Linked DNA regions of Mus musculus: all the other regions are linked to region 3. A link is a contact called in public Hi-C and HiChIP or PLAC-seq data. All regions are on one chromosome and are shown on one strand. The core of a region is the stretch at or near the end of the contact, and the rest is flanking DNA. Distances in the headings are between cores, read along the strand shown.

What was found. A called contact is a pair of places that touch in the nucleus more often than the background predicts. HiChIP or PLAC-seq counts read pairs in DNA pulled down with a chosen protein or histone mark.
Region 1: a contact with region 3 is called in a Hi-C map of uterus. The contact joins two enhancer-like sites. A contact is called at or near these places in 2 of 484 Hi-C or Micro-C datasets (both in uterus) and 1 of 115 datasets of contacts at active chromatin or transcription factors (embryonic basal ganglia).
Region 2: an H3K4me3 HiChIP or PLAC-seq map of embryonic basal ganglia shows a contact between it and region 3, with 4 times the contacts expected there. The contact joins two enhancer-like sites. A contact is called at or near these places in 3 of 484 Hi-C or Micro-C datasets (the AML12 cell line, the N1E-115 cell line and nephron progenitors), 1 of 115 datasets of contacts at active chromatin or transcription factors (embryonic basal ganglia) and 1 of 9 other capture datasets (embryonic tail).

The regions. Positions count from the first base shown.
Region 1 is chr13:29,245,800-29,249,489 of GRCm38.p6, forward strand. It overlaps a transcript of Cdkal1 not described here. Among named protein-coding and RNA genes, the nearest start is that of A330102I10Rik, 230 kb to the left of the region's middle. Within about 2 kb of position 2,247, at least 31 of the 459 cell types and tissues checked have an H3K27ac peak or open chromatin away from gene starts, as enhancers often do. A contact at or near this core is called in uterus, where this site is marked.
Region 2 is chr13:29,220,805-29,224,904 of GRCm38.p6, forward strand. It overlaps a transcript of Cdkal1 not described here. Among named protein-coding and RNA genes, the nearest start is that of A330102I10Rik, 210 kb to the left of the region's middle. Within about 2 kb of position 1,612, at least 52 of the 459 cell types and tissues checked have an H3K27ac peak or open chromatin away from gene starts, as enhancers often do. A contact at or near this core is called in embryonic basal ganglia, where this site is marked.
Region 3 is chr13:29,608,548-29,612,320 of GRCm38.p6, forward strand. The region is part of intron 9 of Cdkal1 (CDK5 regulatory subunit associated protein 1-like 1); the gene reads right to left. Among named protein-coding and RNA genes, the nearest start is that of Cdkal1, 250 kb to the right of the region's middle. Within about 2 kb of position 2,049, at least 64 of the 459 cell types and tissues checked have an H3K27ac peak or open chromatin away from gene starts, as enhancers often do. A contact at or near this core is called in embryonic basal ganglia and uterus, where this site is marked.

The DNA of each region.
Region 1 (3,690 bases), core at 997-3,496, 360 kb before region 3:
TATGCAGCTAGAGTCAAGAGCTCCGGGGTACTGGTTAGTTCATAATGTTGATCCACCTATAGGGTTGCAGATCCCTTTAGCTCCTTGGGTACTTTGGATATTGCGTTTAAGAATCAAGAGTGAGATGCTATTTCCAAATACAAATAAGGCCTGAGAGTGAGAAGACCCTGAAAACCAAAAAGGAAAGCCAGACTTATAAACTCAACAAGGCACAAGAAAATAAGGCAATTTTTTCTTTTAATTAAAGAGGACAGGTAATAGGAGTTAAAGACAAGACAATTGAAGATCAAGCAAGAGTGCCCAACACTTGGATAATAGGGGAAGCATCTACCACAGACACACATATAGCCACAATAAAACATAAGCCAACACAATATACAGGTATATTTTAAGAAGCGATAAAGCTAAATTGGGGAGGGAAGAGAAGGGAGGAAAAAAAAGATGTAATAGCTTAAGATACTCATGTTTCAGGGTAGGAATTCAACAACATTGGAAATTGGCCCACTAAGAAATAGCAAGCAACCACACTCCAAGGTGATCCCAGCATTCCGTGCCCTTGTGTTTCCCTGATCACCTTAAGACCGGGCATGGACCCTTGTGTCTTTTTGTGGTCCTGTAGCTGAAACCCAAGGCCTAAGGAACACAGGAATCTATTTGACCACATCCCTCGGCAGAGCATTTCCATTCTTTAGGCCCCTCGGTTTGTGACATTTTGTTATGGCAGTCTGAACTGACTAATAGACACCTGGCTCTGCTGTGTGTTTTGTTGTAGATTATAATGCTTTCCAAGTTTGCTTTTTCTTTTCAAAGTTGTTATTTTAATACCGAAACTATTTCATGAATGAGAACAAAGAATCTAAGTGCTTAACATAGCTCAACTGAACAACCTGAAACTGCTGTTGCTGAGTGAATACACATGTAATAAGCAAAAAGAAGGGGAAAGAACACAACAAAGCCAGACCTGAGAACACATACTATCCGTTGCAAGGAGGAAAGCATTATCTATTACAGAAAAACTGGACACAGGCCCAATGCCTAATAATTATATTAGAATAATTATATAACAACCATATATTAAGACGATATATGATAGTTTTGAAAAACCATTAGAAGACCAATTAGCAGCCTAAGAAAATACTAATAGCTAAGGAGAAAATGTTACAAAATATTACAAGCAACACAAAATCCAGTATGGCGGTGTGTGCATTTATGAGTGAATTGTAGTATTTTCCCTTATCCTTAGATTACATGGACCATGGGCAGTCATGCTCCAGCTGTAGCTAGTCACTGGCTCTCAGGAACTAGTTGTGTTTCTCTTTTGTTTTTTAAAGAAGGAAGGTGGCACTATTGGCATCTCTAGTACTAAGAGTAAGCATGGTGACCCTGTATCAGGGAATCATCCTTCCACTGCAGCTAAAGACAAGGAACCCTGCCATGAAACTGCAACTCAGGCAGTCCAGATGTGGGAGCAGCACCTCCACACGTGGTCCAGATATTCATCTGCCATGACTAAGGTGCCTTCATTGCCTCTCCCACTTTGACCATCTGTCCCAGAGCTGTCACCTTAACTGAACTCACGGAGGAGCGCTTGCCCTCAGACGTGAGATGGAACATTCTAGCAGGCGCAGAGAAAGGCTTGTGAGTGCTTCTTACAGCAAACTCCCCGAGCTCACACCTCCTAAACTCCACAGCGGTTCTGGGGAAGGACACCCCCTCCTCTCAGAAGATGGCACAAGATTGCCAGTGCTGAATGTGTGTGGCTGGCAAAAACATACGGAATTGATTTCATGTTTATTAACTAAAACAACTGAAAGGGGAGTTCAGCTTATTGGGTGAAGATACACAGGGATGAAGCAAGATGGTGTTGTTAGTGTTTGAAAGGGCTGAGGCACACAGTGCCACCGCAACTCAAACTCACCAAAGCTAGGGACTCAAGGGACAAATCAGCACACTGGGCCCAGCCTCCCCACTCAGTGAGTGATCATTTTATCAATGATACTTGTGTGAGGCCTTCTCTAATCCTTCTGTGTGTAATGAGATGAGGGGTCAGGCTTGCAGCTCCCAAGTCCCAAACAATACTTGAAATGTTTTCCTCTTAGGGATTTAGCCAAGGCTGAGTTCAGTTTCTGGGCAAGGAAATACAGATCAAGCAAGTTTTATTGGTTGATCTGAGTCCATCCCTTCCCCACAGAAGATATGATGAAATTCCTAACTCTCAACATCTCCACATGTGACACTGTTTAGAAATGAGGTCACTGCAGAGTTTGTAAGTGAGGTTAGGGCGAGGTCATACTGGAATCCTCTGGGCCATTAATTCTCTGTGATTGAAGGAGGGGAAAAAAAAAAAAAAAAAACAGGGCGAGAATCTAGGAGACACGAGGCACCAGGAGCAGAGAAAAGCAAATGTACTGAAAAGTTAGAGACCACCAGGGCATGCTGGACATCAAGTCTGCTCAGCCCGCAGAACCCTCAGCCACCCAATCTCCCGTGTCCAGCCATGGCACCCTTACCATAAAAGACTATGGACAACTTGGCTCCAATACTTTTGCGTGAATGTAACTAACTTACCATGCAGTCAGCCTGCTTGGGAATTATGATGAATAATGACAGCTGTTGAGTCTCCTGTGCATAAATACAACTGAGAAATGCTTCGTTTTCATATGTTAGTGGAGTGAGCTCCCTGCTAGCTTCCTGCTAGCACAGCAGAAATGCTAATGAATGCCGTCTTCTCTATAAAGAGCTGGACTCTGGAGGAACCTACGGGTATGTCATGCTACTCTATGTCTTGGTCCAGAGGAAGCAGAGAGAACCCTCGTGGGCTCAGCCCTTCTGGACATGTCTTAAATAAAAATGTAAGTACTTAGCAAGCTATGACACAAAAGTCAGTATACACCAGAGTCATTAACCACCACCCCCCCCCAAGCCCTTGTGATGTATTGGGAAATATTCTGGGCTCTGTGACAGAGAGTGTTCCCAATGCTTCCAAAACAAAGGAGAGGTAGCTCAGCAGTTAAGAGCACTTGCTACTCATGGGGAGGACCTTGGTTTGGTTTCCAGGACCCACATCAGATGACTCGACCACCTGTCACCCCAGCTCCAGAAGACCCAGCACCTTCCTCTTACCTGCCCGAGAACCAGCACTAACACACACATACTCCCTTACAGACATAGAACATTTAAAACATTTTTAAAATGTAATGACAGAAGATGAACTGAGCAACTACTACTTTTCAGATTCATGTTGTGCTTTTATTTTTTTTTTTTTTTCATTTTTTTTTATTAGGTATTTAGCTCATTTACATTTCCAATGCTATGCCAAAAGTCCCCCTTACCCACCCACCCCCACTCCCCTACCCACCCACTCCCCCCCTTTGGCCCTGGCGTTCCCCTGTACCGGGGCACACAAAGTCTGCGTGTCCAATGGGCCTCTCTTTCCAGTGATGGCCGACTAGGCCATCTTTTGATACATATGCAGCTAGAGTCAAGAGCTCAGGGGTACTGGTTAGTTCATAATGTTGTTCCACCTATAGGGTTGAAGATCCCTTTAGCTCCTTGGGTACTTTCTCTAGCTCCTCCATTGGGAGCCCTGTGATCCATCCATTAGCTGACTGTGAGCATCCACTTCTGTGTTTGCTAGGCCCCGGCATAGTCTCACAAGAGACAGCTACATCTGGGTCCTTTCGATAAAAT
Region 2 (4,100 bases), core at 362-2,861, 390 kb before region 3:
AAACGAACAACCCAGACCCAGCTGCACCTCATACTCACAGAGAACTACATGTTCACAGCTTGCCCTGCAACTCAAAGCAAATGCCAGAAGATGATGCCAAGTAGGAGGGTTTGCTTTGGTCCACTTCTGAGTGGTTGGAAAGACACAAACTTGGTCAGGCCTGGATCCAGAGCTTAAACACTTACCATTTCATTTACTACTTCTGTCAATCTGACAGTATTAGCACCCACTTCACAGATGAAGGATCCACGGGCACATAGCCTTCCAGGGAGCACAGGCTATATTGTTCCTTTGGTCTTTAGGTTCTGGGAGAAAGTTCACTGCAGGATACTCAAAGAAGGGAGCGCTCAGAAGAGAGTTGCCCAACTCGAGGTCAAACCTCACCTGGATCTCTATGCATTATGAGGATGAATTATGAGAATCAATCTAACTTCATTTTGAGGAACTGGAGACACATTAAAGAGTGAGTTGGATACTGTTTGGACGAGTGTTCACTGTTTGTATGTTTTAGAAGCCAGATCATCCCTCCATCTTAAATAACAAAGGTGGGACTAGAGGCTTTAAAAAAAAGCAAAACAAACAAACAAACCCAAAGAACAAAAAATACAGAGCATTCCTCAATAAATAGCCTCACTTTTTGTGTGCTGGGATAGTTGCAGGGCAAGAAGGTGTAATCCAGGAACTGTTGTTCCCTTCGGCAGCTCTGCTCCCTGGGAAGACCGGGATTTCTGAAAGACACCTCTAATCATTTTAGAAGGAACAAAACCATAACGATGACCTTTGAGCTGCAAGGACAAGAAGAAGAGGAGTCCTGACGGGCTGTGTGCCAGCAGGGAGACCCTGGTCTGACCAAGTACACACTGATTATTATGCTAGCCCGAGGAGGAGAAAAAGTCAATTCAAAAAACCTGCTTGTTCATGTCATGGTAAATCCTTAATGGTTTTAATGAAAATTCTTCTCCTTCATGAGATATTTTCTATGTTAAAGAAGGACGGCAAATTAATACAGCATTTCCAATAGCCTTTAAGTCAGGTTTAATTGGGGCAATTCCCTCCAGTGAGTCGGAAGATGACATTCATCTTCGCTGCCTGGGTGGAATGTTAAACTAGAGGCAGGGGTGAAATGTCAAAGTAAAATAATGCTAATAATTATTCTGAATGTTACATTCTCCTTGACTTTGGAATTTAAAGGGCCAAAATGAAGGCTTTTTGTCAAAAGTCAAGAAGTCATCTCGAGATGTGGCCGACATTTATGATTAATGTAATCTGGGATTATTAGGAGAGAAATGTAGGCTATGATTAGCTTCTCATATCTCAGTATTTCATTTTTATATTACTATAGGAACCATATACTATATGGATATAAAAAAAGTGCTGACATGTCATGGATAATCCTAATCTCCTGGAAATTTCAAAAGGAAACCTCTAGGGAGAGGCCTTTTTAATTAAAGTGGCAGTGACCAAATAATTAAATTTATAGCGCTGTCCTGAAAGAGAGAAGAAAATGACCCCATCCAAGGCTGGATAATGATTTCTTAGGCACAACACACGTGCGCACACAAAAGAAATCAAGCCTCTATCTGCTGGGGCCTGTCCCTTCAGAGAATTTTCTGGTTCATTTGCGGTGACAGAAGAGACAAAGCACAGACCAAGCCGGCCCTCCATGCTATGCCCTGAGCTGGCAACTCGGCTGCCTCAGAAAAATGAGTCTGTGGCTGAGAGCAGAGGCCCTCTGGAGGAGGAGAGATGGCTTTCGGAGTTGCTGCGGGGGAAACCCAGCCCTCACTGCAAAGTCAAGGATCTGCTTCAGTGCAAAGGCACAGGGGAGCCTGCTCCCGAGGAGGTTCTCTGCTCCAGGCTGCTGCCTTCCCTGGTGGATGGCTGCCGTTCACATCCCTTCCAGAAGCTTGTCTGAGTGCAGCAGGAATGCCAGGGCTGCAAAGGAGACAGACAGGGTAGGACTCATTCCAAGAAAAAACAAAAAGGGGTAGGGAGTGGATGTCTTACAAACAGGTGAAAGACTAAGAGAGGAACTTCTGAGAGATGGGGAATGAAATATACCATACATGACTCCTGTAAGGCCCTGGGTTAAATCTTCCAACACTGAAAAATAAAATTAACTCACCAAAAGTGAGGAACTTTATGCCATACAATCAATCATTCAGAGTGTGCATGTGTGTGTGTGTATACACACATATAAATAAATATGCACATGCATACACACATATGTATATACATATAAACACATACCTATAAACATACATATATACATATATATACACATGTAAACACACACATAAAAAGACATAGAAACACATACACATATATACACACATATGTGTACATGCATATAAACATACGCACATATATACACACATGGAGACACACATATAAAGACATAGAAACACATACACATATATGTATACATACATATAAACACACATACACATACAAATACATATGAACACATATACACACATATGTATATACACATACATATATGTGCACTGTAATTATGTTTAATTCTGATATATGTTCAAGCTTCACACACATGGTTTGGCATACCTTATATTTATAGTAGTACTAGTTGTATTTTTTTTATCTCCACTAAGGACAGAGGAGAGACACAAAGGGAACAGAAGGAAACGAGGTGAGAGGAGGGAAGATGCGGGAGCAGCAGATGTGGAGAAAGTGAGAGGAAGAAGAAAGCACCGAGACGCAGAAGTATGGCATTTGGTGCATCCTGGTGTACACCAGTGATGTGTCTAGCAAGCTCTGATCACCTCTCTGGTGATGAGGAAGCAGATTCTCTAGCTTGGGGTTCCCTTCAGTTCAGCCACTCCAGGGGTGGCTCTGTGCGCTCATCCACTTCCAGTTCCCTGTGAAACTGTGCAGGCCAAGAGAAAGGCGGGCTATCCCACAATCTGAGTCGTCTCAGGAAAGTAAGAGAGCCCTGTGTGGCTCTGGGCACTGAGGCAGGAGAATTTTAAGTTTCACTCTAGGCTGAGCTACAGAATGAGAACCTGACTTGGAGAGAAAGAGAGAGAGAGAGAGAGAGAGAGAGAGAGAGAGAGAGAGAGAGAGAGAGAGAGAGAGGGAGGAAGGGAGGGAGGGAGGGAGGGAGGGGAAAGGAAGGAAGGAAAGAGGAAAGGAAAGGAAAGGAAAGGAAAGGAAAGGAAAGGAAAGGAAAGGAAAGGAAAGGAAAGGAAAGGAAAGGAAAGGAAAGGAAAGGAAAGGAAAAGAAAGGAAAGGAGAAAAGAAACAAAATCCACCAAACCAACCAACCGTGAACAACAGTGAAGGTAGATTACTTGAAACGAACTCATGTAAGCACTTCTTACATTGTACATTATTGCACTAACATGCTTGTGAATACAAATGAAAGTAGTTTGTTTGAAAATCCCAATAAGGTTGAGTTAAATTTGTTCAAAAACCTTCTACATCGATATAGACCAGCCAAGCTTTTAAAGCATCCACGTCTGAGATGTGACCATTATCACAGCCTGTCTTAAGTCATTCCCACCCCTCAGATGCCACTGTTGGAAACGTATCCTCCAGCTGGCATCACTAGAACTTGGAAGGCTGAGCCACAGGGCACAAGGAAAAGATGCAAGTGGAAAGTTCTCTAACCATCCCAATTCGTCATTGCCACATGGCCGTGGAGGGCTGGTTGTGGCCACTAAAACTTCCTCCATAGCTCCTTTTGCATTTCAGCATTCTTGGTGACCCTGGAATGTGGTGATGCAGAAGCCACCATACTCCCTCCCTTGAGGTCTAAGGAGAGAATCAGAGGAGCTAGACAGAAGTGGAAACAGGCTGGGAGCACTTGTCCATCAGCAGAGGTTGTAGAGAAGCACGGCAGAGGATCAGCTTCGGAATCTGCTTTAGGAAACTTCTCGCAGGGAACAAGGAGTAGAGAAAGCCTGGAATGAAGGAAGGTATAGGGAGGGGAGAAAGTTCCAAGTAAATGCATATTGTTGATACGGGAACAGCCATGTCAGGAACACCACTGTCTCAGACCCATGAGACTTGGCAAAGGCGTCCTCTGGGTAAGGCTTGGAGGAGTGGCAAAGGCTTCCTCCGGTCCCAGTACAGGCATT
Region 3 (3,773 bases), core at 799-3,298:
TTAAAAATAATCACCAAGAGAAGAGAGCCCAGATAGTCACGCAATTGGCTAATTCCTTTCAGTCACCTGAAATTTCGAGTCTACAACCTGTGGGTACATGGGCATCTTTAAAAAGGAGAAATGATGGTGGCTTTCATCTACTGTTCCTGTGTAGTGATGTCTTTGAAGGTAAGATAAGCGTTTATGTGCCACAGAACTGGTTGGTAAGCATGAGGCACAGCACTCACCTGCTCCATAGGAACACCACAGCATCCAGAATTGCGACTCCAAGGTTCAGATGAGAAGACTGCTGCTTGTTGAATAGGTACTTGCTTAGAACCATATGTGCAAGCAGACCTCACAGCCTGCTTGACTAGCAATGGGATCTTGCAAATGCTTGCTGATGAATAGAAATATTCTCCTGGGATATTTCTACTGGGATCTCAACACAAATGAACAAACTTCAGGAGATAGAGAAAGAGCTGCTGGTGTGGTTTTTGTCCACCACCACATTATTTACTCCTACTGCAACAATGAGGATCTCAAGCACTTCCCAGGCCTACATGAATAAAGAGAAACAAAAGAGCAGACCAACGTGAATTTACCTCCTAGTAGGCATATTCAAAACAAACGTGGGAAATTCAGTTGGGCATTTTAAATGTGTCTGGACAAGAGGTGGGAGTCCAGTGGGAAAAGAGACAGCAGCTATGACACCAACAGAAAAGCTCTCCCATCCTCAGCACCACATCGCTGGGCATTCATATAGGCCACTTTCCATTTTCAGAGCATTCAGAGTATCACACGACAAAATCCAGGAGGGTTACTTCTGTGGGTAAAGTCACTAAGCCGATGGTATTAAGATACAGTCACGGCTCTAGAGTCCAACCTAGAGTATCCTGAGATACCGCACGTCGTCATGCTGTATGTAGCCTAGAAAACTCAGTGATGAGGAAAGTCTTTACTAACACTGTTTGTGTTCTACAGGGCAGATGCAGTGCCTTCCAATCACAACCAAAGCAGCCAGATGGGAGCTCTCTGCGGGCCTTCCCTGTGCTGCCCTAACACTAGTTAAGTCCTTCAGCAAGCTCTAAACATACTTCCTCACGCCACAGACCTCGGGCACTCTGTCTCTTTTAGTATTTCAGCCATTCTTTAGTATGCAGCCCAGTGGCATTCGTGGCACACTTCCTTCACTGGTCTCTCATTCTGAAACATGCCAGAAAGAGAATCTTGGTGATGCATAAAGCAAAAGCCGCATCAGCTTCTATAAATACAATACAGTTTTTAAATAAGCAAAGAAAATACATTTTAGTAGCTATTAACTCTTTTACATGTATATCATACTTTAATTTGTAAGTTGTTTCAAAGGCCAAAGATCATTTGGCTGATTTAAATAAGCAGCTGCTCTGCTTTGTTAAAATAACTATTGCAATGGTAAGCAGTTTAGACTGACTAGTCACGTGACTGCCACTAAGGATGGCGAGCATCACTCCCAAACAAAATCAGAGTGATGATTTATTTTAATAAATTGCAGACAGCCGCGATCATGAATGACATCACCTCCATCCACTGCTGAGAGGAGACACTGAACAGATGAAGTGCTGTTTAAAGTCAATGGGGCCCTGACTTAGGGGACAGAAGGATTAATGAGAAATCGAGGATCTGCCACATGGTGCTGCTGGGCTGCTCGCTGTGGTCTCAGTGCATGCGAAGCCCCAGGGCCCCACCTGGTACCCTAACTGTGCACTTATGTTTCATTACACCTTGGCCATTGCTATGCATGCTGATTACCAGCGAGTATCAATTCCTCTCACTGTCGCACACCTCTGCAGTGCCCCAGCACTCAACTGTGAAAACTCCGGCACTCCACTCCTCAGAACACAAGGCCCATGCTGCTAAAACCACAGAGAGTAAATTATTTGTCACTCGACGGGGTGCCAATTCGGTTTCCTGAGGATGACATCATGCCCATTTTACCAATAACAATGGCACTAACAAGACCTTGTAATCAACAAACCTCAGGCCTCTCCCAGCCCTGGCAGGTGCAACTCTCTTTATGCTAAAAATAAGCCAACATTAGCTTCAGCTCCAAACTATTTCTTTTATCACAATGCTAAGCAGAAGTTGGCTTCCATAAGGCAGTGCAGCTGCTGCTGCCGAGGCCGCTTCTGCAGATGCCTGCATTAATTGTATCAAGGACATACTGAACTAAGTGCTTATTCAGCACAATGGCTATTGGGGAGCAGCTGGAGGCACAAGACAAACTGTCTTGAAGGGAATGTCCCAGCCCAGTGTGTAAATTACAATGATGAAGTACAAAGAGTCTAAGTTTAAGGGTCTAATATAACTGCAGAGTGGGGCAAAAATGTAGTGTTATCAGTGGAGGCCAGATCCAATAAATAAGGAAGAGAGACTTGCAGATTTCACCACCATTGCAGTCACTGCTGTGGGAGATGCTGAGACCCATTTCCACCCAGGAGGAAGGGGACTCCTCACTTAAAACTATCAGCGGTGCCGGCATTGACCAGCTTGCATGTGCAGGTCAGAATACAATCCCCTCATTGCAGTAATAAGTGGCAAAATCAAAACAGCCTTGTTTACTACACATAAGCAAGACTTGGCTGAAAATTAAAGAGACTGGCTAGTTTTCTTCCTGGGTTATTCAAGGGGGTGCCTATAAGCATCACTGCCTGCTCTCCAGGCATGTTCTCCTCTTACGTTAGTGAATCTCCGTGAATTCAGGGTGATTAAACACTATTCCAGCTGACAGGTAATTACAGAGCTTCTGCCCATAGGAGTTTAGATAGGGATGGAGAAAATGTGCCTGCAAACACCCCAGGAGCATCCTGAGTGGCTTTGCTACTATGGACAGAACATGAGCAGAGAGGACAGGGCAGGCTCAGATTATAAAGTCAGATTCTGAGATTATGGCTTCTCTCTCAGTCTGTGCCAGGGTCTCTTCTCTAGAAAAGTGGAATGAGGATGGCCACACCCATGCATTAGTTGGGAAACTGACCTGAAAGCAGGCAGTCGATCCAATAACAAGATCCCTATGACTTGATCCTCCCCATAAGCCTCTGCGCAAAGATACTCAGATGTAAATTCAAGCCTTGGGAAATTAAAATTGCTCTTTTTTTCCCCCCAAAGAATTAAGAAATGGTTAAAATGAGAATACTGATACATGAATGTCAACCATACACATAGTACCAGTACAATTTGTTGTTATTTCAGCTAAGTTCTAAAGTGGTGTAGTACATTAAAGAGGTAGATGCTCTGCTACGGACTCTGAAAAGCATCCTCAGACAAGATTACCTGCACCAGTACTCAGCCTGGACCCCAAACCCTCACTGCCTCAGGCTCCACTTTCGTGTCAGTACAGAACTTCTCAGCAATGTTGTCATCACAGCGAAATGCTGTTACTGTCATATACAAACCACCATATAATATGCATTTCTTTACAAGCCCAGATGGTATGAGGCTAGATGCAAGCCATCTACCCAACTTTATCCTAATAGATACAATGTAAGTGAGCTGACCCTAGTATCTAAACTTCATAGTCTAGAAAATATTAAATATCTGTATGGACAGTTGAAAAAGTAAAACAAATTCAAACATGAAAGAAAACAATTTGTTGAATAAAACAAAGAGCAAGGCAACTCCCATGTCCAAGTGGGTCCTTATGAGGTCTGTCCTGTGCAACGGTCCTTGGAGGGTATTCGGTATCTGACAGCTCTATTAGCCCTGGAGCCTTATCCAGCATGTTTATTTTTAATAGGTTTCCCTTACAAACAGCT